Linked DNA regions of Sus scrofa: all the other regions are linked to region 3. A link is a contact called in public HiChIP or PLAC-seq data. All regions are on one chromosome and are shown on one strand. Each heading gives the region's core, a stretch centred on a gene start, on an enhancer-like site or on the middle of the called end of the contact. The rest is flanking DNA. Distances are from core to core; before and after follow the strand shown.

Evidence for each region. HiChIP or PLAC-seq counts read pairs in DNA pulled down with a chosen protein or histone mark.
Region 1: an H3K27ac HiChIP or PLAC-seq map of alveolar macrophages shows a contact between it and region 3. The contact joins two enhancer-like sites. A contact is called at or near these places in 1 of 47 Hi-C or Micro-C datasets (embryonic fibroblasts) and 2 of 2 datasets of contacts at active chromatin or transcription factors (alveolar macrophages and skeletal muscle).
Region 2: an H3K27ac HiChIP or PLAC-seq map of alveolar macrophages shows a contact between it and region 3. The contact joins two enhancer-like sites. A contact is called at or near these places in 2 of 47 Hi-C or Micro-C datasets (liver and retroperitoneal adipose tissue) and 2 of 2 datasets of contacts at active chromatin or transcription factors (alveolar macrophages and skeletal muscle).

The regions. Positions count from the first base shown.
Region 1 is chr3:97,331,706-97,334,805 of Sscrofa11.1, forward strand. No RefSeq gene overlaps it. Among named protein-coding and RNA genes, the nearest start is that of ZFP36L2, 130 kb to the left of the region's middle. Within about 2 kb of position 1,811, at least 23 of the 83 cell types and tissues checked have an H3K27ac peak or open chromatin away from gene starts, as enhancers often do. A contact at or near this core is called in alveolar macrophages and skeletal muscle, where this site is marked.
Region 2 is chr3:97,307,779-97,311,223 of Sscrofa11.1, forward strand. No RefSeq gene overlaps it. Among named protein-coding and RNA genes, the nearest start is that of ZFP36L2, 110 kb to the left of the region's middle. Within about 2 kb of position 1,308, at least 34 of the 83 cell types and tissues checked have an H3K27ac peak or open chromatin away from gene starts, as enhancers often do. A contact at or near this core is called in alveolar macrophages, where this site is marked.
Region 3 is chr3:96,971,015-96,974,199 of Sscrofa11.1, forward strand. It overlaps THADA (thyroid adenoma-associated protein), which reads left to right. Exons shown (of 40, transcript XM_021088406.1): 28 at 967-1,058. Among named protein-coding and RNA genes, the nearest start is that of THADA, 100 kb to the left of the region's middle. Within about 2 kb of position 1,812, at least 5 of the 83 cell types and tissues checked have an H3K27ac peak or open chromatin away from gene starts, as enhancers often do. A contact at or near this core is called in alveolar macrophages and skeletal muscle, where this site is marked.

The DNA of each region.
Region 1 (3,100 bases), core at 561-3,060, 360 kb after region 3:
GGGAAGGAAGGAGGGAGACGATGGTCTGAGATTGGCCTCCCTCCTGAGTCCCAACCCCAGAGCCCAGCCCTGTGCAGGACACCCACGGAAGGGCAGCCTGACCTGGACAGGTGGCGTCAGCGGGACAGTCAGGCCCCTACCCCATCCTTCATGGCAACCCCTCCCTGGCCAAGTCACTCAGCCTCTCTGGGAAGAAAGCTCTGGGCCTTTTCTTTTCCGCTATGGGCTTCACGCTTCCTGTTCCCTGACCTTTGACCCTCAAATCCTATAAGTTCCTTCTAGAACCCCTTTCTGCATGAGGTTAGACCCTTTGTGACTTGGGTCTCTCCTCTAGTAAAACTTACATACAATAGAGTTAAAGAGCTCAAGTGTATAGCTGTGCCCATGGGACCACCAGACGAAGAGACGGAACATTTTGGTGCCTTGGAAGGTCTCCTGGGCCCCTTCCCAGTAAACACCATCCCTAGAGTCACCAGGGGTCTCACTTCTATCGCCATCGTTTCATTTCGACGGTTCTTGACTTTCTACAAACGGTCTCTGGCTTCTTTTCCTCAACATCCCATCTGGGAGATTCATCCATGCTGTTTTTTGTGTAGCAGAAGTTCTTGTGGTTTTTTTTGATTTATTTGTTTTCTGCCCTTTTTTTTTTTTGGCCACACTCATGGGATGGGGAAGTTCCTGAGCCAGGGAGCAAACCCGAGCTGCAGCAGTGATGCCAGATCCTTAAGCCACAGAGCCATCAGGGAGCTCCACTCTTGCTGTGTTTGGTCGCTATGCATGTGAATGTATGTATCCAGTATGTGGATGCATCTCAGTGTGTTTACCCTTCTCCTATTGATGGACATTCGGGTTGTTTCCGTTTGAGGTACTGTGCATAGAGGATTAGTGTACACACGTCTTCATAGACTTGGGCATTTGATTCTCCTCGGTGTATAACTAGGAGTGGCATTGCTGGGGGGCTCAGAGTTTTAAGAGATCACAATCCTTCTTTCTCACTGGCTAGGCCTTTGGACACAGCAATGTTAGCAAAGCAAGTTGTCCCTTCCTCTCAGTGTCCTCCCACCTCCCAGGTGCAGCTTCTAGAGAAGGGTAGGCAGCTCCTGCACACTGCAGGGTGTGAGGAACGGGCCGACCCACCCCGGAGGGCCCTGTACTTTGACAGAGTCCCTTGAAGAGGCCTGAATGGCTCCAGAAGGAGTTGAGGGTTTTTTTCTTTTCTTTTTTTGGCCGCACTCATGGGATGCGGAAGTTCCTGAGCAAGGGAGCAAACCCGAGCCACAGCAGTGATGCCAGGTCCTTAACCCACAGAGCCACCAGGGAACTCCACTCTTGCTGTGTTTGGTCACCATGTATGTGAATATATGTATCCATTATGTGGCTGCATCTCAATGTGTCCTGGGCTGGAAGGGAGGTCAGGGGAGGGTGAGGCCCAGGGCAGCGAGGCTGGAAGCATGTGATTGCCTATGATGCTGGTGGACCTTTTGCTCCAGGGTTAATGACCTGTTCAAAGTCACATGGCCAGTATGGGGCCAGCAGAATGGTCAGCTCAGGCGAGCCTCATTCCAGCCCAGCACTCCTTTGATTGTGCAGGCTGCCCTCTCTATGGAGGAGGCCTTTAGGGACAAGGAGGTCAGGGTCAGGGTCCTGCAGAATGCTCCACCCTGAGCTCAGACTCCAGGCCACCCCCTGCCTGGCCAGCAGCCCTGTCTCTGGCCAAGTCTCCTCCCAGGGAGACATTCACAGGCTTTGGACAGCCTGAGTCATGGCCATGGCTGAAGGAAAAAGAGAGAGAGGGAGAAAGAGAGAGACAGAGCCTGGGGGCTGGCATTGCCCAAGACCCCGTGCCGGGGCCTGCCCCTGAGCCAGCGTGGGTGGGTGAGTGAGTGAGCGTAGCGAGTGTTTTCAGAGAACATTCCTGGAAAACAGTTTGCCCTGCATCAGCACCTCAGGCTTTCTCAATAGAACATCGCTTTAGATCCAGACTGGCCAGGCTGGGAGGATAAGATGGCTTTACACATCTGGTGAGGCCTTGCGGGTCAGGGGAAGAGCTGCCTCGGCCTCCTGGGAACTGGCGATGGACATCTCCCTTGGAAGGCTCTGGATGGTGTGTTCTCCACTAATACTAGGTGTGGTTCATTGTGTCAAGACTTCGGGCTGTGGAATTAATGATTCTCTGACTTTGTGGTTCTCTAGGAAAGGAGAGAGGCTGTGCAGGCATGCATGCGTGTGTGTGTGTGTGTGTGTGTGTGTGTGTGTGTTTTCATCTATTGCTTAGCCATTCATTCTGCAAATATTTCTTGATGGCCTATTATGTACCAGTGAATAAAAAAGACAAAGTCCCTGCCCTCAAAGGAGCTTATTGGACCCAGAACATATGTCTCCATGTGACTGCGTTGTACCTGAAAGTAGGTATCTACTGGAACATATGGCTCCCTGAGTGTGTATTATGTGTGTAATGTGTTTGTGGCATGTGTGTGTGTGTGTGTGTGTGTGTGCGTGTGTGTGCATGTCTCAAGTGGGTGGGGTTCGGAATATCTGAGTATGTGCGTGTATGTGCCTGAACATGTGTGTCTGAGCGTGTGTGTCTATAAAGGGGAGAGCATTACTCATCCACTGAGAAGACTATTCAAGAAAGACCTCTCCCAGAACAGTTACATTTTCATAAATAAAAATAATCAGATAATGAGTTCATTTCCGATCTCAAGTTGGATGCCAACATTCCAGTGAAACAAGACCCGCTGGCTGGCTGGCTGCTCTCTGTGTGGCTTGGATTAGCTGGGGAAAGTGCAGGGGTGAGACCCGCCACTTGCAGGCTGCAGGGGGGTGGCAGGGGCAGTGGGGGTGACCTCCAACCCTGGGGGCAGCTGCGCATGCCTGGGGCTAAGCCCTTCACCCTTCTATCAGCAGATGCCCCCCCAACAGCCTGCACAAGGCCTGAACTTCCTCCTTTCACTCCTTTGGGAGCGGGAATGGGCAGAGTAGGTGCAGTTTTGGAAACACAGATGGCTTCAAAGGGGTGGCCCATTAGGCTTCCATGAACTCCCAGGCTGGAGTTCACAGATGCCTCCTGGGGGCGCCTATGGGGGGGGCGGGGTACAGA
Region 2 (3,445 bases), core at 58-2,557, 340 kb after region 3:
TTGTACCTCCCTCTCTGATACATTAATCGGTACCCTGTTCGCGTTGGTTCTTGCAGCTGTTAACTGCCTGCTTGTATCCTTTGCTCAGTTTTCCATTCAGTCTGCCATCTCCTTCTTTGGTTTGTGAAGGGTGGTTTTTGGAATTTCCACTATGGTACAATGGGATCTGTGGCATCTCTGGAGTGCTAGGATGCAGGTTCGATCCCCAGCCCAGCACAGTGGGTTAAGGATCCATCGTTGCCGCCACTGTGGCTTAAGTTGCAACTGCAGCTCAGATGTGATCCCTGGCCCAGGAACTCCATATGTCATGGGGTAGCCAAAAACGAAAAAAAAAAAAAAAAAAGAAAAAAAAGGACAAAGCTATTCTAGAGATGAGACCCATGTTGGTTTGGACCTGTGATGTCTTCTCATGTTCTGCCGTCCATCTATTAACTGTCACCTTCCAAGTGAGGACATGGAGGCACAGAGATTAAAACTCCAGCAAGTGGCAGAGCCAAGAGATGAGCCCAGGTCTCTGTCTTCAGAGCCCAGGCTCTTGACCCCTGGGGATACAGAGACATGCCTTCCTTCCAAATGTGCCATCAGAGAAAGGCAGACAAGATCAGGCACTTGAGGCCTGGGGAGGGGAAGGAGGTGGTTTGCTCAAGGTCACAGCTAGTCACCAGCATTACCTGGATCTCCTTGGTACGATGCCAAGTGTCTTGGGAGTTGGATTGAGCCTTTACTTTGGTCTGGGAGCGGCCAGATTTGATGGCCAATGTCTGATGAGAGACCCTGGCTGCCGCGAGCCAAGGAGGCAGGGATCTGAGAGTGCCAGGTAGGGAGGGCTTTGCTAGCTCTGCCCAGAGGGAGGATGGACAGGGCTCACAGACTCAGAACTGGCAGATTTCTGGATCTGGGCTTTCTGTGTGCGCAGCAATGCTTTCTGCGCCCAGGGCCCTGGCAGAAGAGTGCTTCTTACCAGGCCCAGAGGATGATGGATGAAGGGGGAGCAGGGGGCAGGGCAGTGGGGGCTTTGTTCCCTAAATGCCATTCACATGACTCTCTGACCTCAGAGTCCTTCCCCTTTCTCTTGTCTTTTTCTCCTTCACTGCCTTCGGCCCTGCTTCGGTTTCCCTTCTCTATTTTCCTTTTCTCAATCCACACAAAGCCCTCAGAGGGCTCGAGCTGCCCTGGGGCCTCCTGCCTCTTGTGAGGTTGGTTTCCAGGGCCCGGACCACAGTCCTGGGGCCATCTGCCTTGGAGGGGCACAGGGAGGCCTTGGGGGCCTGGTAGGGAGCAGGCAAGCCAGTGAGCCAGCACCCAGTAGCTGGCCCTGAACCTAGTATCCTGCCAGGGTGGGGGTGCAGCGGGGCAGCCCCAGGGGCAGTCCACAGCCCTCCCCACCCATCCACGACAGACAAGCCTCGCTACTCACGGAGTCCATCCCACTGGCCTCAAGAGCTTCTCAGCAGAGAAGGTGGCACCCAGATGTGGCATCTCTGGCTTACAGCTTCCTCTTTCGTTTCTAGATGCCTTTTCCACAATGGTTCTGAACTCTTTCTGCTCATTCAGAATCACCTGAGTAACCTTCCAAACAGACTGAGGACCAGGCCCTGAGCTGAGATTCTGGTTTCTTTGGTCCGGAGTGTAGCTGGGGTCGGAGATGGTGTGGTTTTCCCAGGTGATTCTGATCAGACTCGGGCGTGAGAGCCTCTCTTTTACAGGGGGCCGACTGTCACCGAGAGGACGAAGAATGCATTTTCGGAGGCCTGGTCAGACCACCCTCAGTGAGACGGGTGTCCCTGGGCACAGCTTCTCTCCCATCCCTGGGCACCCTAGGGAGAAACGACCCATGTGTGGAATTTCAGACTTGGAAGGGGCCTGGAAAATCAACCAATGTATCCATCCCTTGTTCTCCAAAGGAGAGGCCTGTGCCTGGGTGTGGGGGGGCAGTGGTGGGGGGAGTAAGTGAGGTGCCCAGGGTCACAGAGGGCTTGGGCAAGGTCAGGAAACCCGTCAGGTTTCGGGCGGTCAACTTCCCCCAGCTACCCTCAGCCGGGCCCCTTTCAGGAGTTCTCTCTAGATTAGATTGCTGGGGAGACTGTGACCCCGGGAGCAGTACTGGAGCGGGGGCTTCTCACTGTTTCCTGGAGGGGGAGACTGGCCTTCTGAGCCTGGGAGAGGGTGGCAATGGCTAGAACGAGTGGCTGTTACTCTCGGCCAAACTTTGCAAGAGAACTTGCCGAGCCGCTGACTTTTTGCAGCTGTTTTCTGGGGGCTGTGGACTGAAAGGGGAAGTTTGGCTGCATTTAGAAAGTTGTCCACAAAGAGGAATGGCGGGGGCAGGGGTGAGGAGGGTGGCCGGGCTGCGGAGCTGGAGGAGGAAGGTGGGCGATCTGGGAGAAGTGCCAGCAGAGGCCTGAGGACAAGGGTTTGATTTGGGCCCACATGTGGTCACTTTGGAAACTTCTTGGGGTTGGGGGGGTGCTGGGGGAAAGTGCAAGGGTGGGGGAGGGGGGAGAAAAGAAAAGGAGAAGGGGGAGGGCAGGAGTTCCCAGCTGGGGAGCCTAGCTTTTTCTTGGATTGGAAGCAAACATCAAGGGTGCTGGGAACCTGCCCAGCTCTGGCCCAAAGGCCCAGCCAATGGTTTCCTCTGAGGGGCACAGGGACATGGTGAGAGGGAGGAGCTTCGTCAAGATGGCACAGCCCAGGAGTTCCTGTTGTGGCTCAGCGGTAATGAGCCCAACTAGGATCCATGAGGTTGCAGGTTCAATCCCTGGCCTTGCTCAGTGGATTAAGGATCCGATGTTACTGTGAGCTGTGGTGTAGGTTGCAGACATGGCTCGGATCCTGAGTTGCTGTGGCTCTGGTGTAGGCCGGCGGCTGTAGCTCCAATTCCACCCGTAGCCTGGGACCCTCCATATACCATGCGTGCGGCCCTAAAAAGCAACAAAACAAAACAAAAAAACAGCACAGCCCACGACAGGGGCCAATTAAAGGGGGACATTTCCCCTCCCCTCAGGTCACAGAGATTTCTCTGGGCGGCCTGAAATGTCCCATCTTTAAGGCCAGGAAGGCATCCAACCCCTCAGGGACCAAGCAGGGGTCCAGAATCCAGGGCAGCAGCAGGAAGAACACTCCAGCTGCCCTGACTAAAGAGCCCCAGGCCTCAGTCTCCTCCTCCTGTCAGCACCTGGGAGGAGCAGTCTCACTGTCCTGTAACCACGATCCAGGCCCCAAGCACCAAGGAGGACAAGGGTGCGCCTGGTGACCCTGTGCTCTCGATCAGCGTCAGGCCCCTGTAGGGTGAACTCCGCTGCCCCCAAGCCGAGCCTTCTCCACGCCCCTGTATGCGGGGGTAGAGTGAGGGGGCAGAGGTGGGGGGACCGTAACTTTGACCCGGAGCCTCTCCCAGAAGATCGCGCCTCCAGCAGAAGTGTGCCCAGCAGAGCTTCTCTTCCCA
Region 3 (3,185 bases), core at 562-3,061:
TGCTTTTGTCTCACTCACTGGCCCTTGTGGGCATTTGAGTTTGTGATCCTTTCAGCAGTAGTTTCGGGAAGCTATGGTCTCCATCCTACATTGTTGCTTTTAATTACCTTTCTTCTTATGTTGCTGTTTAACACACCATATGATGCCCATCTAATTAGGCATAAGCTCTGTGTTAGCAGTAAGTGTGTGTCTTCTATTTCTGGATGTTCTCTGTGGTGCTGGTATAGGGCCTTACACATTGTGGGGAAGTCAATACATGTTTATACCTGTCTACGCTGATTTGGCAAGGTAATTGAGGAAGCCCAGTATGCATTCAGGACATTTTTATGATACAGGAAAGCATCCTGACACATTGATTTGGAAATAGATGTGATTCATGCTTATTAATGATGGTTCTTTCTTCTTATTTTTATGAACCAGTTATCTCAGATAATCTTAGGGTTTAAAATTACATTATTAGGTTACTGGCATTGTGCGGGTAGTAGCATTTTAGATACGATATTAAATATTTTTCTGGCCATGTTAATAATGTGGGTTCTTTGAGTTAGGTCTTATATTTTCTCATAGGCAGATGACTACAGAAAATAGATGGAGAGAGCTGAGCTTTTTACTGGGGTATTATTCATCATCAGAAATGTTGTGGAAAAATTAACTTTTTTTTAAAGTGTTATTCGATGATATAAGCACAAAGAAATAAAACAGTTGGTGGTAATATTAGAAGTATGAAAAAAGCTGTGTTGTGTGGATGTGGTTAGACTATAGAGCTCAGTTTGAGAGGAAGTCATAGAGGGAATTACTACAAAGTTAGTGAAAATTGTCTTATTTTATGAATAGAGACCATATCTCCTTTAGCCCTCCACTAGGAAATTGGGTAATGATTTTGAATATCTAGTTTTAACATTGTAAATGTTGGTGTTATGCCATGAATATGTCTTAACCTTTATTGTATATACATTTTTACATTAGGTGAGAAATTCATCCACGCTTCTCTTCAGTACCTTGATCACAAGGATATTTGGAGTTAAAAAGGGAAAGGATGAACTTTCCAAAAAAAATAGGTAAGCTTCATCTAATGCTAACTTCCCTTTTTACAAAATATTGTCGTGGCCAAAAATAATTTTTGGAATTTCACTTACTTTTATAGATTCCTCTAGAGTATATAACTATAAAAACACTATAGTAAATTAATCTATGCTGCCAAGTTCTAAACCCTTGGGTAAAAATATCTACTGTTTAAATAAGTGGACCTTTCAGAGCAACAAAAATATAGCAAGGTAGCAAGGACTTGAAATGTAGAGCTCGTTTCCCAGTGCAACAGCTAAAGTTTTGTTGATTTGCATCTTCTTCGAGTATTCCCGAGATGTCTTAAATTGCTTTTTCTTGATATGTCATCAAGTACTGGCTCGTGCCATATTGTTGCTTTTATAGTAACTGGAAGTTTAAATGTTTATGATGTGCTCATCAGAACACGCCCCAGATTACATTGCATTAAGCTCTCACCAAGGTGAGCAGTTGCAAATGTTGGCCACACGGGATAAACAGTGCTTGTTTACTTTTAGGTCTTTGTTGTGTTTGTTCCCTAAGAGGTTTTTCTGTTAAGGTTTTTTTTTTTAAATGTCTGGAAAAAAACTTACTGAAACACTTTGATTATGAGGAATTTTTAGATACAATGCATAAGTTCTGTTTGGTGGTTTTTAAAGAGAAGCTTTGAATAGTTTCTTTAGTACTTAGGCTGGTTTTAATGGTAGTCTAGTGGCTTGCATGAGTTAACACTAGATGTCACTGTCGCTGCATGCTTAATTACTTTTAACTTCAGGATCTGATTTGGCCCAGTGGTCTTCCTCTGGATGAACTAGAGATAAATCAAGCTCCATTCCTCTCCTACCTAAAAAAGTGGATGATCGCACTTTTAATTTCAGTTTTAATCTGTTGTTTATTAAAATATGTATTCTTGGCAGTTCCTGTTGTGGTTCAGCAGTAATGAATCCAACCGATAACCATGAAGATGCTGGTTTGATCCTTGGCCTCACTTAGTGGGTTAAGGATCTGGCATTGCCATGAGCTGTGGTGGAGGTCACAGACGCAGCTTGGATCTGGCATGGCTGTGGCTGTGGTGTAAGCCAGCAGTCGCAGCTCTGATTCAACCCCTACCCTGGGATCTTCCATGCGCCACATTTGCAGCCCTAAAAAGCATATATATATATATATATATATATTCTTATGATGGAACTAGGTCTTAGGAATTAGAAAATATCATGAAATAATTTTGTAATACACTATAAGTAATTCTGGTGAAACCTTCTGGTAGTTCTGAATTGTCATTTAAATTGCTACATATCACCCTATAAAATTCAATAAATATTTAAATGGAAAGCAGTTGGCTATAAATGTGTGAATCCCTTGAGTATATTAAGGAAAGGCTAGAGAAGTTTTTTTTTTTTTCAGCTGAGTTGTATTTTTCATAACGATCACATTATTCCTTTGAAAGGATGATTAGTAAAAAGATGATTTTTACTATTTAGCTGATTCCTAAATAAATTCTTCCTGTCACTAGGTTGAAATCGCTGATATGTGTTTCTTTTTAGGTTTGTTTATTTTGTTAATAATTCAGTTGTGCTAAGGTTTAAAACAGTTTGGTCATATTATAATGTAAGGCCATGATAAGTAGTGTAAATAAAATACGGTATGAGGTTTATCAAGCAAGTGAAATTGATGTTTAAAGCTGAATTCAAAAAATGAAGAAATGCTTTTTTTCTCTTTTACTTTTTATGAAGAGAATGATTCTTGGATGTGTATACAAGTTTTACTATGTACAGGAGAAAATGATCAGATTCATTTTGCATAGGTTACATCTGAAACAGGGTGGAAGAGTAGCACATAAAAGCACATAGTCCTAGTCTCTTTGCCACAGCATGCTTATGGCAACCCCATTATAACTTCATTCCTCTCAAATAAGGAAGGTTACAAAATATATAGCTTTCCTAGAAAGAGGGAAATGGAATAGTCACGTAATTGTTTTGAGTAAAAGCTAAAAAGTGAAATGAAGGCATTAAGAAGTTAATTTTTTAATGTGATGAGCATCTTTGGTAAGAGTTTTTATTTCAGTAATCTGAAGGTTGGTATATCTCATTACATAGACAATGCTTTTATTCTCTGTTTAATCCTTAAAGGGTATATTTCTTGGC